2 separate regions of the Callithrix jacchus genome follow, and region 2 is linked to region 1. The links are chromatin contacts, called in public Hi-C maps. All regions are on one chromosome and are shown on one strand. The core of a region is the stretch at or near the end of the contact, and the rest is flanking DNA. Distances in the headings are between cores, read along the strand shown. Region 1 overlaps CCDC192 (coiled-coil domain containing 192). Region 2 holds the start of CTXN3 (cortexin 3).

Evidence for each region. A called contact is a pair of places that touch in the nucleus more often than the background predicts.
Region 2: a contact with region 1 is called in a Hi-C map of skeletal muscle, with 2.2 times the contacts expected there. The contact joins the promoter of CTXN3 here to the enhancer-like site in region 1. A contact is called at or near these places in 2 of 3 Hi-C or Micro-C datasets (both in skeletal muscle).

What each region holds. Positions count from the first base shown.
Region 1 is chr2:81,242,963-81,247,286 of calJac240_pri, forward strand. All of the region lies in intron 3 of CCDC192 (coiled-coil domain containing 192), which reads right to left. Among named protein-coding and RNA genes, the nearest start is that of CCDC192, 56 kb to the right of the region's middle. Within about 2 kb of position 2,544, at least 2 of the 16 cell types and tissues checked have an H3K27ac peak or open chromatin away from gene starts, as enhancers often do. A contact at or near this core is called in skeletal muscle, where this site is marked.
Region 2 is chr2:81,365,471-81,369,482 of calJac240_pri, forward strand. It overlaps CTXN3 (cortexin 3), which reads right to left and starts at 2,136. Exons shown (of 4, transcript XR_617767.5): 1 at 1,891-2,136; 2 at 419-771. All of the region lies in intron 1 of LOC128931329 (a long non-coding RNA gene), which reads left to right.

The DNA.
Region 1 (4,324 bases), core at 1,294-3,793:
AAATCCAGAAAAGATCAGAACTGTCCCTTTAGTTATATGAGGTAAGAGGTTTTTGTTTTGTTTTGTTTTGTTTTACCAGTTCCTTAGAGGGGAAGAATTAGCAATTGATTTCATAACCCATTATATATACTCTCTAGAGCTTTTTTTCCTGTATGTGCCTGCATAGTATACTCTGTGTAAAATCAGTCATTCTCAACAATGCCTCTCTGCTGTTCACCACGTTATAGAATACTCCCTGGAGGTATTTTTCCTTGACTGAGCAGATCGGACTCAAACCATTGACCCCAAGATTGCGCTCCATCGTAGGCAAAATGAGAGAGAAGTCCCTACCTTTTCCCCCCTTAAACAATTCTATAAAAAGGCATTTATCTGCCTGGGTGTGCTATAAATTTAAAATGATTCTGTCAGAATCAGAAATGTAGTGTCAACACAGGGCATAAGTGAGTGGGATGGGTCAACATAGGGCATATTGTGAAAATAGGCTTAAGAAGCTGACAGCAGGCAGTGGAGGAAAAAGTTCAGTGAGGGGAGGAGAACAAAACAGGCTCAGGAAGCTTAGATGCACAAATACTGGGAGTCAGGAAGAAAACAAAGAGTCTCCATAATGTGGACAATTCCTTTTTCATTCATGGTCTTGTGGAAATATGAATAATGAACATGTTCATTTCATTGATATCCTCCTACTAATTGAAGAACATTTTCTGTTCGGTGACAGAGTGACCTGCTGTTCCAATTACCAGCCACTGATGAGGTTCCCCTCTTTGGAGGTCTGTTTAGCATATTATTTTGTTTATTAATAAAATTATGTTAATTTACTATACATTTTGTGTAATGGCAATTTCCATCATGATTCATGTTCCCAAACAGACTGTGCTTCTTGAATTATACTCTACAGGGTCAGAAATCAGCATTTTGCAAACTTTTGATGCTCAGGACGTTTTTACATTTCTAAAAATTACTGAGAACTTTTAAAAGCTTTTATTTATATGGGCTATATCTACTGATATTTACTGAATTAGAAATTAAAACTTAGAAATTTAAAAGTGCTTTTATTAATTTGTTTAAAAATAATAAACTCAGTATATGCTAACACAAATATATTTTAATTAGAAATAACTTTTTCAAAACAAAACAAAAAGGAAACAGAAAAAAGTGGTATTGTTTTAGATTTTGCAAATTTCCTTAATGTCTGGCTTAATAGAAGACAGTGGGACTTTCATATCTGCTTCTGCATTGATTCTGTCATATAGAATCTGGAAAATTCTACTCATAAAAGAATGATAGCAGAAAAGAATAATAACCTATTAGTATTATTATCCAAATAGGTTTAACTTTGAAGATCATTTAAGGGTGTTAGCAACCTCCAAGGGATCTCTTGGACAAAATGTTGAGGACCTCTGTATTGGACCACTGCTTGTCACTAGACATTCATTCAATAGCCTCAAGAGATTTGCATTGGTATAACTCCAAACTTCAACACTTAACACTTTCTGAGGCTAATAAATGAGATCTTCACACGCAAAACACATGGTCTTCCTAAATTTTCTCCCAGAAACTCCATGGACTGAAAAATAGAAGAAAAACTATTTCCAGGATGGGTTAAAACAAGCACGTCCCATGACCCACATGCAGCCCAGGACGGCATTGAATGTGGGCCAACACACATATGTAAACTTTCTTAAAACATTATGAGGTTTTTTTGTGATTTTTTTTTAGCTCATCAACTATCCTTAGTATTCGTATATTTTATTTGTGCCCCAAGACAATTCTTCTTCTTCCAATGTAGCCAAGGGGAGCCTAAAGATTAGACACCCCTGGGTTGAAGGATCTGACATAATAGCTAAAATGGCAAGATTTAGAAGATCTATAAAAGGAAATTAGAATCATCCAGAACTTGGATGAAGAATCTATAGCATAAGTGGTAAATCAAGTCTGCATGGAGTCATCCATAAGAAATGAATCATTTTTAACATCTAATAATTCCAATATAAGATAGTTGGGTAACCACAGGTTGCACAGTCACCTGAAACTTGAAATCAGTCGACTTTCCCCTCAGCTCCTACATTTAATTAATCACCAAATCCAACTCATAAATATATCTTGTTTCAGTCTTCTCTCCACTGATAATTTAGGCCTTTATCATTTCCAAACTGGATTTTTATAAGAGCCTCACATTGATCTGCCTGGCTCCGGTCTGTCAAATCTGTCCTTCTCAGTACCCTGATTGCTTTCTCTCTTGAGCACAGATCTGAATGTGCGTCCTCCTATGGCCCTCCTTGCCTGGGGGTCAACTCCAAGTGCAAAATGGAAAAACATGAGCTTTGACATAAAAGGGACAAGTAATGAATTCTAATTTGACTTAGGACCTCATAGGAGTTACTGTCTGAGCTTCTTCCATGGGGTATACAGTATAGTGGGAGATACAGACAAGCAGTTATAGGTGGGAGGTGGGAGAGAGATTATGAAAGCACCTAAGGACATCTAACCCAAACTTGAAGGAAGAAGAAATGCATTTTGGAGGGAATGACATCTAACTGAGGATCTGAAAAGTAGTCTCTTGGGCTTCTTTGGATAATGAGGAAGGAGATAAGAGGGAGTGGAGGGAGTTAGCATAGAAATTCTAGGCAGAAGCACAGGGGAAGGAGTGTATTAATGAAAATTTGACTCTAAGAAATGGGGTCTTTGTTTTTCCTTAGATTAGATTAGAAAGGTGAGAGAGGATATGATACCTTTAAAGAACTGAAAGTGGTGTAATAGTGGTATACAGGGAGTGGTGTAAGGTAAAGCTGGAGAAACAAGCAGGTGGTCGTATCATAAATGGCACTGTAACATCTGTTAGAGCACAGATTTGACCCTGACAGTGAAAGTGGGCTAATTTAAGATTTAAAGTTGAGAAATATGAGGTCTGTGTTACAGAACCTTCATTCTGGTTGTAGTGTTGAGGAGTCATTAAACAAGGGCCATAATGAAGGTAGAGTCAGGAGAGGCGCTACAGATTGTGACCTAGACAAGAATGAAGACAGTGGAGACAGAGATTTAAGAATGATTTGGGAGTCATCACCCACACTACTCAGCAATTGATTGCATATGAGGGGTGAGGAAAAGGAAAGAATCAAAGCAGCACAGAGTGGCTGGTGGCACTGATCGTTGGCCTAGGGAATGTGGGGGAAGAAAACAGGCTTGGGGCAAGAAGCAGGCAAGTTGAATTTTAGAGATGGAGAGCTTGAGTTGGCTGTGGGAATCTTGGTGGAGCTGTTCAGTAGACACATAATTAGGTCTGGAGTCAGGGAAGACCTGGACCAATGGTGAGGACTTAATGCGTTTCAGCAGATTGTGTACCCTGAAGTCGGATCACCAAGGAGAGCATATAGAAGGAGCAGACAAGAGGCTTGCAAGCCCACAAAAGAGCTTTCTTCATTTGCAAAATGGCATATACGATTTTCCAGGACTGTTTGGAGAAATACATGAGCTGAAATTCACAGGAGTACCAAACAGAATGCCTAGCTCATAGTATAAACTCAATAAATATTTATTGAATGAACAAATAATTGAAAGAAAGCATATACCTAACTTACTAATTTATCTGTAGACAATAGGCAAAGAGAAAGTTTATTTGCCATCTCAGAGAAAACCTTATGAACAAAATATAAGTTAAGCCCAAACAAAGACACCTCCTTCTAACAGCAGAACCGTGACTCTTAAGGCAGGAGGCTTTTTGCTTTTTCTAAAAAGAGAAAGTCACATTTATCAGCACCGGTCAGCTATTTAAAACTGACCTCTGTTTGATCTTGACATTTACAAGCAAAAGGAAGTCTTCAGTTATGTAACAGGCCAGCAATCCACACATCCCGCCTGCAACAACAATACACTACAGAACCTGATTCGTCATTGTGTTTGAGTCTATTCAGAACAACACTATCTCTTCACCAGCTTCTATTTGTTTCCTTGCATTCTTTGAAGCTCTTAATTTACACCAACAAACCAGTAATGAGATGAAGATGAACACCTGCTTAAATGAGAAGTTGTCCGATTTTGTTTTGTTTTTTAATAAGGAGGGAACTTGTCTGCTGTAAAATCAATCAGAACTCTGGTTAGCCAAATTGTTTAATGAAGTTCCTGATAACTAGATTTCATGTTGATAAGGAACCCATTCCAGGTCAAACAGACTGCTTGTGATGTTATGGCATTAAAGTAGACTTCAAAATAGTTCTGAAAACAAAAACTCATTCACAAAACTCATGATTTCAGATTGGCATGTCAAGCATAATTTCTGAGCATTTGCAGAAATGAATACTCCTACCAAGGGCACATTGTTTATTTCAAA
Region 2 (4,012 bases), core at 886-3,385, 120 kb after region 1:
AATATGAGTTGTTGAGTTGTGATCCTTTGTAAACAAATCAGAGCACCCTTGTTACATTTTGGAAGGTTGGATGTTTTAGGTGACTGATAAAAAATAAAATTAAATAATGGGCAAACGGCTTTCAGGAATCAATTACTGCAGCTTAGGAAAGAAAAAAGCCTGCTTTACTACTTACTTCATTCAGTATCAATAACATTACAAACTTAAGCATGCTTTAAAAATAAATGCATCATTACATTTAACCCCCTCTCTTCTTAACTTTAGCTACCAACTGTTTAATTAGACTTATCTAACAACTAGATCTAAATTCAGAACTTGGGTCTGAAAGGCATCTATGCGATGATTGCTCATGCATCAATTGTAAAGTTAGAGAAAAGCATTTAATTAGCCTATCAAAGATACAGTTTGGGTCAAGTACCTGGCTCTGGCCGAATACATACTTGATCCATGTCCTGGTGGAACAGTTACAGGTAGTTACGAGCCTCTTTAGATTCCTTTCTTCCCGACCACGCCGTGTGAAAGCAGTAGACAGTGGTAGCTGCAAGGCAGCTGATGGCACACCCCAGGTCTAAAGCTGTTGTTTCAGGCTTAGAAACTTCCCATTAAAACCCCCAGTTAAAGGAGCACCGTCTTTCTGTGTGAGGCATCATTAACGGCCAATACTGCTGCTTCTTTGAGGTGAGCCATGATTTCAGTTCTGCCTCAGCAACTCTTCAGAGGATTCTGCTTCAGTGAGTAGAGGCAGTATCCTAGCAGTGTGTCTGAAATCATCTTCAAGAAAGCATTAACATTCAAAAGGAGTACGGGGGAAAACATCACTGGGCATTCCCATATCTTTTCAAAATCAAAACCATAAATCTACCAGTGCTCCCTCCTCTCTATTGATTGTTGACATTATTCCTCTTTGGGGGTGTCAATTAGCACCTTGCAGCCACGCTTCATATTGATTATAGTAGATGACCTTCAGACCAACTCAATTAATAGGAAGACTTCTGGGGAAGGGCATCAATTTAGCATTTGGGAGAAGAAGAAAGACTCATTTTCCTAAAGAAAACTAAAGTGACCTTTCCAAAAAGCAGCATGTATGGGGAGGAAAGAACCATTTAAAAAGAACAAGATCATAGTTTCACCGCCTGTCACCTGTTTGTAAATTAGCTGGGCAGTAGATTGCCAGGTTTTGTGTCTCTTTGAGCAGCCTGCATAACTGTGGCACTGGCAAAGCCCCATCTCACACAGGCCACCTGAGACCACTCAACGAATAAAGAAGATAGCTTTTTGTTAGAGAAAGCTGTTCTCATTCTACAGATTCTAGTTACCTGCTACAATGCTTAAATTACTTTCCTTTGATAAATAAATAAATTTCCTAAATAAAATTGGAAAACATTTTAGGATAAAATTCTTCATTGAAAAACCACCTCTCTAAAAAGAATTCAGCATGATGCTTAAGACGGAGCCCCCTTGTTTTTTGGCAACTCACCACTTGCTTTGTTGAAGTGGAAGTACAGTTAGCGACAACACACCCACCCACCAAATGATGGGGTGTGTGATATTTAAAGCTGCCTCTAACTGTGCCTGTCAGCTATGTTGTCTCCTTAGCTCTGGTGAGCAACCGGCTCTTACCCAGCAGCTCTAGGAAGCTGGAACCAAGCTCATTTTGTAAGAGGAAAACCCCATCTGCTGACAACAGACCACAGTCCTGGATAGAATAGGCCTCACACCCAAAAAGAAACTTTCAAATCAGATGCTAAATGTTAAGATCAAATGCTTGATGTTAGTCTAACCTAAGAGAACATGCAGATTCTTACCCCATTTGTTTCCCTAACTTTTAACTGAATTTTCTTTCCAAATCATTTTACTTACCCTATTTTCAGACACACATGCACCACATACCGTTAAGACAATGCGACACATGAAATCCAACCGAGCATGATCATCCTGTACTAACTGGCATCCCTCTGGCATTCAGTCAGTGCTGGCAGAGGGAGTGCCTGTCTTGGTAATGCCAACAGAGTGTGGTTGAGGAAACTTTCTGACCCCACCCTTCCTCCTATACTTATCATTCCATGTGGTGAGAAAACATCGTAGTTAGACATGGGCCTGGGTGACTGTATCTTGCCCTCCCAAAGAGGCCTTCTCAGATATTGTTTTAATCTACAGACTGGTAGAGGCAGAAGGGAACCTGAGAGGGCCTGGGGCTGTCCTCTAGCCACTCTGCAGGCTGAAACCATCCCAGAGAGATGAGTGCCTGGCCTATTTTTAAAACTCTCCAGGGAAGTAGATTCCATAACTTCCTCTGACAAACTCTGTTTAAATGAACTACTCTGCTGCTTACTTAGTCTAAATGGGTTGGCGCGTTTCTTTTCATCTTTTCATTCTGTCCTTGCTGCAAAAAGTCAGGCATTAACTACTACAAAATTTTGTTAGAATGCCCTTTCCCTTCAGGAAGGCCGATCTAGATAAACCAAAGAGTATTTGATGAAGATCTGGTGTTATGCTTGGAGCCAAATTTAAATCTCTCTTCTTAAAGATAATTATAATTGGAATTATTAAAATTAGTCCTTCCCCCTATGCAGCTACATTATGTGAATCATCATGAATTCTAAAACGATGAATAAGGGTTTACTAAAAATCCATGTGAGCATTTTAACGTAGATCCTATTTCTTTTGTCTTTAATAATCTTTGCATCTCTTCTCTGAATTCTTAAAATTCTGCTTTCTGGTGCAGCTTTAAATAGGAAGCCTAGAATACTACACCGAGCTGTACACAGCTCAGATACACAGGAAATTGTGATGAAACAGGATGATTTCATGATGTATACGTGGCTATATATGCTTCTACTTAACAATTCTGATCCCAGTGCCACTCCCAGGTGTCATTTAGTCTTTATGTTTAATGATACAACATCAAGAGTTAATATTAGTTAGAAATCTACTTTAAGAACTTCTACATTCTGATTTCAAGCCTCACCTTTAATGTTCTTTAATTTACAGTTCTTTCCTAAATGTCCTATGATGCACTTTTCCATGAAGAAATAGATAATGGATCTGAAAAAAAGACTCTATGAGCCATCAGTCTTTATGCCAGGACAAGGCTGTGTTATATTATTATTGTGTTTCTTTCTAACTCTGCCTAATCCTCAAAATAAAATTGAACAAAAACTCTATATAACCTTCAAAATATAAACATGGTTTTTATCACTAGACTTTTTGTAAAAATCTTTTCTTCCTTCCTTTGTGTATGTTCTTACTTTCATTTATCCAGGGACTATTCATGATCTCTCAGTGTCAGATATGTTCTGTGTTAGGTGTTGCAGAGAATAAACAATACGAATACTAGGTCTTGGCTTCTGTTTGTTCATGTTGTGCACTGAACAACTCTAGGAGGCTCCTTGATGAACAGGGCCATGAGGAGCTCCACTTCTAGCGATGATTGCTGAGATTCTTGACAGACTGGCCCACTTCCACTAAATTCCTAACCTTCCCAACCTCCACCTTCACGGCTCACCCAGCAGACATCTGAACTGTCTCCTCACCTTTCTATAGGACCTGGTTTCACAAGGTCACCAGTGGCTTCTGGTGGCCTCAAGCCAAAGATTCCTTTCAGTATTCATCTTCCTTGCTTTTTGGCAACATTGGGCACAGCTGAATACTCACTGCAAGGAAGGTTCAGAAAAAGAATATATGGACTAAAGTTAGTGGCGGGAATGTGCATCTCAGTCCCAGGGCCCCTCTCCCTTGCTTGGGGCCCTCTCTCTTCATATCCTCTCTTTTGTACTCTGGGGTTCAGGCCAGATGAAATTTATGCAACTACCAGAAAATGGGAAATGAGGGTGGAAAGACAAGCAGGCTAGGATACATGTTAATAACCCCACCAGTTTTTAATTCATTTAAAAAAAGTGCTAGCCAGTTTATGTGTGTTATTTTTATTTCTGTCTTCTTGTTTTTAAAAAATCAATTTATCAGGTAACATAAAGCTCTTTTTTTAAAGACAAGATTAGCTCTCTTTCTAATA